Linked DNA regions of Sus scrofa: region 1 is linked to region 2. Evidence: chromatin contacts called from public HiChIP or PLAC-seq data. All regions are on one chromosome and are shown on one strand. Each heading gives the region's core, a stretch centred on a gene start, on an enhancer-like site or on the middle of the called end of the contact. The rest is flanking DNA. Distances are from core to core; before and after follow the strand shown. Region 1 has its middle 110 kb from the start of CREB1. Region 2 overlaps KLF7 (Kruppel like factor 7).

What was found. HiChIP or PLAC-seq counts read pairs in DNA pulled down with a chosen protein or histone mark.
Region 1: a contact with region 2 is called in an H3K27ac HiChIP or PLAC-seq map of skeletal muscle, with 4 times the contacts expected there. The contact joins two enhancer-like sites. A contact is called at or near these places in 2 of 2 datasets of contacts at active chromatin or transcription factors (alveolar macrophages and skeletal muscle).

The regions. Positions count from the first base shown.
Region 1 is chr15:110,597,357-110,602,692 of Sscrofa11.1, reverse strand. No RefSeq gene overlaps it. Among named protein-coding and RNA genes, the nearest start is that of CREB1, 110 kb to the left of the region's middle. Within about 2 kb of position 3,297, at least 30 of the 83 cell types and tissues checked have an H3K27ac peak or open chromatin away from gene starts, as enhancers often do. A contact at or near this core is called in skeletal muscle, where this site is marked.
Region 2 is chr15:110,347,132-110,352,423 of Sscrofa11.1, reverse strand. All of the region lies in intron 1 of KLF7 (Kruppel like factor 7), which reads left to right. Among named protein-coding and RNA genes, the nearest start is that of KLF7, 29 kb to the left of the region's middle. Within about 2 kb of position 2,648, at least 38 of the 83 cell types and tissues checked have an H3K27ac peak or open chromatin away from gene starts, as enhancers often do. A contact at or near this core is called in skeletal muscle, where this site is marked.

The DNA.
Region 1 (5,336 bases), core at 2,048-4,547, 250 kb before region 2:
AATAGAGCATGCTGACAGACCAGAAGGGGTAACATATTCAAATAAATACGATGTTGACATATATGCCAAACAGGGGCAAGGGCAAGCACTAGAGTCCTAGAGAGGAAGATGCTATGACCGGGACAGCATGGTTACTATCCCATTAACTCTGATAGACTAAAGGCAAAAATGGTGTCCTCACTGCATGGATGCTCTTTTTCTACAGAGCAGGTCGAAGATCATCTATCTGTGCTTCTTCCCTCCCCTAATGGTCTTACCCTGGCCTACCAGGCCTTTAGCAGTCTTCTGACCCTTCTCTAAAGAGCCTTGTGCTCTATTCTTGCAGCTCCCACATCACACGGTTCCTTTTTGGACCTTTGAACCCTTGAACAGCCTTTTATTCTTTTCCTGATTATCCCCTGACTGTTTGGATTTGTCTGCCAAGGTCTTGACTTTTTTTCTAGGAGCCGCCTTAAAAACCATTAACTCCTTGGAGTTTCCTGATGTCCTGGCAGTTAAGAATCCAGGAGTGTCACTGCTGTGGCTGGGTTTGATTCCTGGCCGAGGAACTTAGGCATGTGGGTAGGGGCAGCCAAAAAAACAAGACAAACAAATAAACAAACAAAAACCTCCTCTAGGAAGCCCTCCCTGACTGAATTAAAGGCATCTTCCTCTCTGGGATTCTAGTGCTTGCTCTTGCCCCTGTTTGGCATATATGTCAACATCGTATTTATTTGAATATGTTACCCCTTCTGGCCTGTCAGCATGTTCTATTCTTTTCTTAGATCCTCAGTATTTAGCATAGTATCAGGCTAGGGTGAGGGCCTAGTTAATATTTGTTGAATGAATGAATAAAAGGTGGCATACCTGTGATTATTCTCTAAGTGTAGTGTGCGTGTATAAACATTTGTCCATTAGCAATAAACAGGATATCAGATAGTGGAGCATTTGGGCTTCCTATTTTGTTGGATAATTGAAAAAAAAATGCATACATTTAATCACTCAGTTCCATGTAGTATAACTCTGTTTTTTAATGGGTAAATTGCAGGTGCCTCTCTTTAAAAATAATTTCCTTAAATGTGATAAGGTTTATTTTTTGGCTCATATTTGTTAGATTATTATAGTGTTTTAAAATATCTGGCTTAGATCACGTAAAATTTTTAAATTATACTTTAAGCAGCTATTAGCATAATGATATTATCTATTAATAGAGATTCCTACAGGAGTAAAGGTACCTGCAATTTACATGAAATCAGAAAAGTGGTGTGATTAGTAGCATCACAACAGACCCAGCATGACTGTTGTAATGACTGCATTTCCCGTCACTGTAATTATCTCCTAAAACTTTTATTGGGGACATTGATTGCCATTTGCTCACTCATTCACTTTGACAAAGTGGACTGATGAACAAATGCCAGGAGTGAACCAGTGGCCATGCAGGGCCTGTGGCAAATAGGCACTGGATGATTACCAAATGAACTGTTCACATTGGCCAGGACAGTTTGACCTTTCTGGGTTCAAAATAAATGAAAGATTTCATATTTCTTTCAATTACCAAGATTTTAAGTGAAGAAGATAAATGAGAGATGGTGATTTTCAAAGAGAAAATGTGAAATGCTGACTCGTATTGGAAGGACATGAGGCACAAGTCACGTCTCGCCTGTCGGCGTCCTTCTGTTCACCTGTTTGAGGGAAGGGATTTGGCTTCTTGAATCCGTCCACTTCTCTCCTTGTTCAGGGTCAGGTCTGTAAGCCAGGCTGCCATCAGCTCTCCTGTGGACTACTTCAGCTGCCTTCTAACTGCTCTCCCCGCTTTTCACTGCACCACTCTCCAATTTTTCTCTCTCCTGCAGACAAAGGACTCTTCCTAAACAGCAGATCTGATCATGTCACTCCGCCTGCTTAAAGTACTTCTCTGACTCCCCAGATCTTTATTCTGGTTTATAAGGCCTTTCGTTATCTGATCCACACTTAGCCCTGCAGCCTTACATGGCTCACCACACCCCTGTGGAATGCTTCATATACCCCAGCCACAAGGATCCAGAAGGGCTCTCCTTTCTGACCCTGGCCTCCACTCTCCTCCTCTCTTTGGTTTAACTTCCAATCACCTTCCAGGCTTAGGTGTTCCCCTGGCACTCCAAGGGCATCCTTAACTCCTCTTTTTTCACTTACCACACTGTTCCGAAATTGCCTCTTGACTTGTCTGCTTCTGCTGTTAATTCGATGAGAGCAGAACTGGGCCTGTCTGGTTCATCTTGTATCCTTAGCATTAAATGTGGAGAGAAGACAGCCAGACATGATGAAAGAGGGAGCGACTCTTTTTTCCAACTTTGCTTGTAGCTGCTCTTAAGTCAGGTCAAAGGCAAAATGTTAATGTAGCCCCAGTATCTATTTCTAGGTATGGCTCCACACTTTCCCTGTACAAGTGGGTTTTCTTTTTGGAAGATGGGTCAAAGGATGGAATGAAAAGTGAGACTGTGGTTCTAATTGGTTGTTGTGAGTATAGAAAATGTAAATGTGGGTGAACGCGTTTGGTCTATTTCTCCCAGACCCAGACGGGAAGGACCTCGAGCACACACCCGTGCCTGTGTGGGTATCTGGGTGTATTGTGTTGCTCAGCATGGAGATGGGTTAGCTTTGTTAGAAATTAATGCCTGTGAGTTCTTCTGATAAAGCAGTTGCTGAGCTCTGCTTTCTCTGCCAAAGAATGACCTATGTGTGTCAAAATGGTATGTTTCAGAAAGAAAAAAGTCACAAATCCTGGAAGGTTACCCTGAGATATCTATTCATTACTATAGCCCAGATTTAATGACTAGAAAAGAGGTGGTTTTTTTTTTTTTTTAACTCTTTGAATGTGGCTGTACATGTGTGCATATGTGATTAGCATTGGCTCAAACCAATTTAGAAGAATGTAGCTTATATCAAGAAAGTAAAATTGCAGAATATGAAAGAGGTAACCTGGGATATCCAGTCACAGATAGGCTGTGGGATTGTAGTTTGATTTTTTTTACATTCTTAAAAATTATTTTGAATACACATTTTTTCCCCAAAACTTTTTCTCCCACCATCTCCCCACAGCCCCAATGAGACTTCTTTGGAGGTAGGCCAGACTTTGCTGTGCCCTTCTCTCGGTCACAGACTAGCAGATAATTGTGGAAATGTTCTCTTGACGTTGCTTAGCCCCGTGACTGCAACAGGCACCTGAAGCTGCATGGCTCCCTTTGTCTCACGAATAGTACAAATTGGGTAATGCATTTGAGCAAGGCTGGCGGATTCCTGCCAGGATGAAGGCAGAATCAGAAGCAAAGGAAATCTAAAAGATGCCTGTTTCACTTCCTCCCTGCACTTCCCTGTGCTGGGTCCACACAGTCTGATGCAAACACCTAGTAAGCTGGCTTGCTGATAAATCACAGAGCAAGGTGATGTGTCTTTGCATTTCTTGAAAAACAATCAGATGGTGAGAGCCTGCCACTCGTTGCTGGCAAGAACTTTAGTGATTTGTAGCCACCCAAATAATCTCTTCTTTTCCACTTTTCTGTTTGGGGCTTTAAGATGTATCTTGTTTCTTTAAGCAAAACAGCTGACTTGACTTGTGTCTGACTTCTGGGAATAATTGAATTCTTCTGGCGGGGGCTGAGTAACCAGAGAGCAGCAAATGAAAATTTCACTCTGAAACACACCCACACTCACCCACATGCAGACATGTGGGCTCGGCCACAGAGCTCTCTGTGGTTTAGGGAGAGAGATTTGGGGAATATTCATGTATTATTTGCCTTTTTAATTTCCCAGCCTATTTTAGGGGTCAAATCTATAAATCTCAACATGGAAAGTGGGAAAGTGAAACTTTATATGGTCAAGAGGCATGTGGATTTTTAAAAGTTGAGAAACATTGTGACAGAGAAGTAGGGTCATTTAGTGATCTCGCAGCCCTGCTTTGATGGAAAAACCATGCTCTGGTAGAGGAGGAAGTCAGAGCGGCAAAGAAACTAACAATATTTGAATGTTCACTTCCTCTTGACGCACTTTGAGTGAATCGGCATATGTAATTCTCACAACAAAGCTGCTATTCCACCTATTTTTACAGATGATGAAGATAAGGATTCGAAAGATTTAATATGCTCAGGTACATCCATCTGGTAAGAGACAGAATTGGGACTTGAACCCAGATTGCTCTGATGTCAAATATAGCTCCAATTATATCACTTTAAACCACTGGGGCGGGGTGGGGGGGGAGGATCTACAACCTACATAACTATGGACTGTGGAGTTGCTCCTCTACTTGTCACAGCAGCGTCATTTCTCTTGCTCCCTTGCCCTCCTGTCTCCCTGAAAGGTTTTGAAAGGCTCATTACTGCTGGGTAGCTCCAGGGAACATCCCCAGTACAGCAGACCTGCCTTCCTTTCGAAGTTGGACATGGCACCAGCATGCGCGTCTTTACACAGAATTAGGAAGGAACATTTTTTTTTTTTAAGATTTGTATTTTTTTTTACAGCAGTTTTTAGGTTCATGGCAAAATTGAGAGGAAGTTGCAGAGATTTCTCATCCCCCCATTCACAGCCTTCCCCATTATCAACATCCCACACCAGAGTGATACATTTGTTGCAACTGATGAGCCCACATGGACACATCATTATCACCCAAAGTCCAGGGGTTTACATTAGGGTTCAGTCTTGGTGGTGTACATTCTATGGTTTGGGATGAACGTATAATGACGTATATCCATCATCATAGTGTTGTACAGAGTATTTTCGCTGCCCTAAAAATCTCTTATGTTCCACCTATTCATAATTCCTCCCTTGTCCCCAAATCCCTGGAAACTCCTGATCTTTTTACAGTCTCTACAGTTTCAATTTTTTTACAACTAGAAAGGTAAGGATGTGGGGTGATTTATTGAGCTCACCATTACTTTTCCATCCACTCAGAATTAGCTTGTATATTTACATTGAGTCACCAATCAACACAAGCCCTCTCCATGAACAAACTGTAGTGGTTATCTACCTGGGAGATACAGGGACGCTCTAGCTGCAGTTAGGATTCATGAGTAGCTTAATCTGGTTATGGGGAGAGGCAATATATATCTATCCAGCTCCATAGCTCTTCAGATCTGTCTGTCTGTATCTGTATCTATGTCATTAACCATAAAATTAGAGCAGTGAGAAAATTTTCAGGGCTTCAAACACCTGCTAATTGTGGAAGTGAGTAAATATATCCAGAAGGTTTTGAGAAGATTTGAAATTGAACATGTTCTTTTTAGATCCTGGTAATGCCTACTTATTAGCCTTTCATGAGGATAGATAAGGGTTATTCTTTTAAAAAGCTCCTCTTTTGTACAACAGTATCCCGAATAGCCAGGAGT
Region 2 (5,292 bases), core at 1,399-3,898:
CAACTCCTGAGAAGAAACGCTTTCTTGGCATCTGTTTGAAATGGGCAGATGTGAGAACCCTGTGTCCTGAGAAGAGGCTCCATTTTCCTCAGTCTGATGAGGATGAATCATGAGGGCCTTCTCCATGCTAAACCATGAACAGAGGAGAAACGTTGATGCAGCCCTTCGACCTAATAAGGTAGACATTTTAGAATCCATTTCCTGATGGGAGAGACCAGCTAACATCCTCTCTGGAATTTGGGATTGACTAATGGCTTCATTGATTGATTTACCCATTAAATGAGTATGTTTGGATGCCTTTTCCAGGCCCTGTGCTGGGTGCTAGAGATTCCTTGGCGCATAAGACTAGGTCCCTACTCTTCTGGAACTTCCCCAATAGTAGGGAAAGATAGACGGTAGACATGCACACAGATAATTTAGGTCTTTTTAGGGCTTGGTAAGTAACTACAGGGCAAATAAAAGGAGGTGGTCTGATGGAGAATGAAGAGGTTGTTTGGGTGAGTTTTATCTAGGCAGATCAAAGGAATCTCTGAATAGGTGGCAGTTAAACCAAAACATAATATAAGAAAAGAAATTAGGTGTGCTGTGACCTGGGGGCTCTGAATTCTGGGGTGCAGGAATGGCAGGCACTGTGTGTGTGAATAGGGGAGGGGTAAGAACTGAGGAAAGCAAGACCCGTTCATGTAGGGTCTGATTTGCCATGGCCAGGAAACAAGCGTGATGGCAGGCCATTGAAGGGTTGTCAGCAAGAACTTTGAGCTGGAAGGCATCTTTGAGAGTACAGCCCACCCATTTTGCAGCGAAGGAAATGAACTCCCTGCTCAGGTTGAGGAGTTAGGGGGAAGGGGGAGAGGCGGTGTTGGAAAGGGAGGTATTGAACTTGATTCCCCAGACCATGTTCTTTCTACCAATAATAAGTGAGCATTGAAAATAGCAATTTGATTGCTTGTGTGTATTGCTTCTCTTCTGGTGGTTTCTGGAGGCCACAGGAGAAAAGATGAAGTGGCAGAAGGGAGAGGGATGCTCTCTGGGATGAGAAGATGGTTTTACTTCCCACAAAGGGCTGCCCTGTGGCCTTTTAGGAGTCTAAATGTGCCTCTTATTTGGGAATGCTGGGTGTGTCAGACAGTAAGCAGTTAAAGTTTTTTGTTTTGTTTTGTTTTGTTTTAATGGAAAGCATTGAAGAGACAAGTAAAATCACCTGTAATTAAATATTAAATACCGCTGAATCGTCCAAGGACAGTTGTTGGTAATGCATGCATACGCATTGTTTCTGATATCCTTTTTTTTTTTGTCTTTTTGCCATTTCTTGGGCCGCTCCCGTGGCATATGGAGGTTCCCAGGCTAGGGGTCCAATCGGAGCTGTAGCCGCCGGCCTACTCCAGAGCCACAGCAACACGGAATCCGAGCCGAGTCTGCAACCTACACCACAGCCCACGGCAACGCCGGATCCTTAACCCACTGAGTAAGGCCAGGGATCAAACCCGCAACCTCATGGTTCCCAGTCGGATTCGTTAACCACTGAGCCACGACGGGAACTCCTGTTTCTGATATTCTTTTGGTAAAGAAGGAAGCATTTTTGGCTGTCATCATTTTCTGGGACCCATTCTGACCAAAATTGTGATCAAATGTGTTGTCGTTTGGACCGAAGTGTTTTGAGTTGCTTCATTCATTCATTCATTCATTCAATAAGACAAATTCTTGAGTCAGGCCATGGGTCAAAAACAGGACCAGGTGTTTTGAGGAACCCACGTTCTAGTGAAGATTACATTTAAATGCTGGTGAGGCTGATGTCTGTGGGGAACCAGAGAATTAGTTTCATAGTGTCCTATAAATTTGGATTAGTGAGTGTGTGGGGCTTCATGAGCGAGGCCCTGAGGTCCCTGTGAAGAGTGACCAAGGACCACCTTCCAGCAAGCAGTCTGTCCCATAAGTCCCTCTCTTCTGCCTCTCAGTGTACACACAGGGCCAGTTTCCTCAACTGTGGTGAGCAGCACAGTGGCACATCCATGCAGCCCCCTTAAATATTTTGGGAAGTTGATTCCAAGTACCTGAAATTAATTAAGTAAATGTGCAACCATCTATGTCAGGAAAAGCGGCTTAGGGCTTGGTCTCATTATGTTTTTGGCTGTCATTTTTTGCAGCCTGAGGAGTAGAACAAACATTCCTCTTAGGGCCCCCACATTGTCTTTAACATTCCACAGTGGAAGTCCTTGAAAACTCTCTTGGTTTTGAAAATATTCTCTGTGATCACCAGCCACTAAATTGCATCTGCCACTGAGGGCCCCAATGGGATATGAACCTGTTGTTCTGGGGAAATTCAAGCTTCGACTGGGTTTGTGTGTGAGAGAGAGAGAGAGAAGTTGTGTGTGTGTGTGTGTGTGTGTGTGTGTGTGTGTGTAGTGTACATTGTACATGTGAGAAACTTGCTTTGGGGTAAAAAAGCAACCATACATGTATATGTATTTTTTTATGGGCAGCAGAGGAAGGGTATGTTTAACCCAACTGAGAAGGATATAACAACGTGCCAGAAGGAAGTCAGTGAAATGAGCTTGCTTTAAAAAACAAAAACAAAAACAAAAAAACCAGTAGCCTGAGTCAGCCTGTGCAAGTGATTTGGGAGAGGAAGGGGAGATGATGTCATGGGTTCGGCATGTTCCCGTCTTGGCCACTCAGTGCAGAGGGGCCCAGGGAGTTTGGGGCGGGTGTGTGTGTGTGTGTGTGTGTGTGTGTGTGTGCGTGCGTGTGTGTGCGCGCGCGTGCGCAGAGTTAACGGGAGCGGGTGGGGGTGGAACAAGAGCAGGTTGTAAAACAGGATTAATAACCCCTTGTCAGACCTTTCCCTGTTACTGTGTTTTTCAGTAATTTTGGTTTGAATGAAGGCTCTCTAGCCAATTAATGTTTATTTGTTTCCTTTGGCAAGACCCATTGGGGGAAGGGATGAGATGGGTGAGTTTAAAATTTTTGTTTTGTTTTTATATTTTGGAAGAAGAGGCAAGTCATGTGAGTCTGGGTTTTCCATGAAGGCTCCCCTGCCCAGCCCCCACCCTCAAAACCCCTCCCCCAGCCCCCCTGCCCCTGCCCCCCCCATCCCAGCCCACCCCTTTAAGAGGCAGGAGGCAAGACATGGCCAGCTGGTGCCTTGAACTGACACAGGTGCAGAGGCTGTGGGGGGTGGGGAGCCAGGAATAATTACAGGTTTCCGAAGCATCAGGCCCCTTCTGACACAAGCCCTCGTCTCAAAAACTGCTCTTTATGGAAAATTAATGGTGAAGCTGAACAACTGTCAGGATCATTGTTCTTGGGCAGCATCGCTTCTCTCCCAAGTCCTTGGGTTCTCGTGAGCCACTGGGATGGGGTGCCCTCTTTCCCAAGCAAGATCTAGTTGGTGCTCTCCATCCCTAGAGGAAATGGGTTTTTCCTCTAGGGATGTCTCTTCTGCATTTTTTTTCTCTTTCTTAAACCACACTTTCAGCCCAGATGTAGGTCTTCGCTCTAGTGTAGGATGATTTTTTCATTGACTACTAGGACATAGATTTTATTTTGTCTGTGAAAGTGGAATGACCAAATCAGAGACACTAATGAAACTTGTTTTCATTCTATAAGGTAACAACTGGGATTTCCTCCAGTGTGTGTCAGGCTAAACTGAGGCTTCTTTGGGAGATAAGGTGATAGTGGACCCAGGCATCTTATGCAACGCAACTGTAGTAAGCAGTGGTATCTCGCCACCTCTCAGAAGTTGAATATAGCTACAGTCCAGTGGCCAAGTTATAGCGAGTGACTCTCCTTAAGGGCTGATGGGGATTAGGTGCAGTCATTGTGGGTAGAGGCCAGAGCAGTAGACTTAATATATTCTGAGAAGTAACATATGGAAAAATAACCCTGAGCTGAGGTAGAAGGGTCTTTCGTCCACCTTATCCCTAGTGGACACTTAATTAAGGATCATAGACACTGTGAAGGAGGAAAATGCTTTTCCAAGTTGTTGGAAGTATGGGGGACCCCATGCCTTCCTTCAAAGAGCAGAAGAGGAGTTCCTGTCAGGGCTCAGTGTAAACAAATCTGACTAGGAATCATGAGGTTGTGGGTTCGATCCCTGGCCTCGCTTAGTGGGTTAAGGATCCGATGTTGCCATGAGCTGTGGTGCAGGTCGAAGACTCGGCTCAGATCTGGCGTGGCTGTGACTGTGGCTGTGGCGTAAGATGGCAGCTATAGCTCTTATAAGACCTGTAGCCTGAGAACCTCCATATGCAATGGGTGCGGCCCTAAAAAGCAAAAAACAAAACAAAACAAAACACACACACACACACACAAAAACCCCCCAAAACCAAAAAAAAAAAAAAAACCACAAACAGCAGAAGACCTGGGCTCCAACTCTGCCAAGTTACATGACTTTAAAACTCAACGCTTAATTTGGATTTGAGTTGTTTAAGGGGGAGGGTTTTTTTTGTTTTGTTTTTTTTTTTAAATGCGCTGCAATGAAGGAATCCATGGGAGATGAAAGGGGTATTTGAGGCTACTTATTTCAAAGACATCATCCTCTCCCTAGGCCTTTAATCTTGTCTCCTTCCTCCTCAGCCTCCCCCAGGAAAAATATACAACAAATATTTTCTTTGCATGTTGAAAATAGTTTTGGGGTGGAGAAACGCTGAAGAGATTTGGGTAGAAATTTCCCAACTTTCATATTTGTGTAGAATTCAGTTAATTTTCACAGCATTGTCTCTCAGAATATACACATTACTGGAGGGAAAAATTTAATTTGGTTTCAGCTCCAGCAGCCAGCTGATGTGAGGAACAGTGGGAAGGAATGTGCTCTTACGCTGGCTACAGTGCTGTGGTCATTTCGTGGTGTTCAGCAGTTCTGACAGCGATGTGTAATGTTGTTGTACCTCTGGGGTGTGCTATTGATGTGGGTTTTTTTTTTTTTTTCTTTTAACCTAATAGCTAAAAAATGCAATAAGAGATTTTTGCTCATAGCATATACTTGCTTACCTCCTATTTTTAGACAAAATTTATTCTCTCTTAAATAACCTTCCACCCTAATATTTTCTGGCAGTAAAAGTCAAGCAAAAGTGAATATTTGTTTAAAATCTTCATAGAAATCACTTTCCAGGTCTTAAAAGTGTGATTCTTGTCACCAGTTGATACATCCTCTCTGTCATGAGTTAGGTTCAGTGTTTTATTCTCCTCAAACCTGCTTTGAAATGTTGAAACCCACTGGGCTTCTCAGTCACGAGGATGCGTCCTTCCCCTCCTCCAACCCCTGAGAAAAATGGTACCAAAACTCTCTGCCCA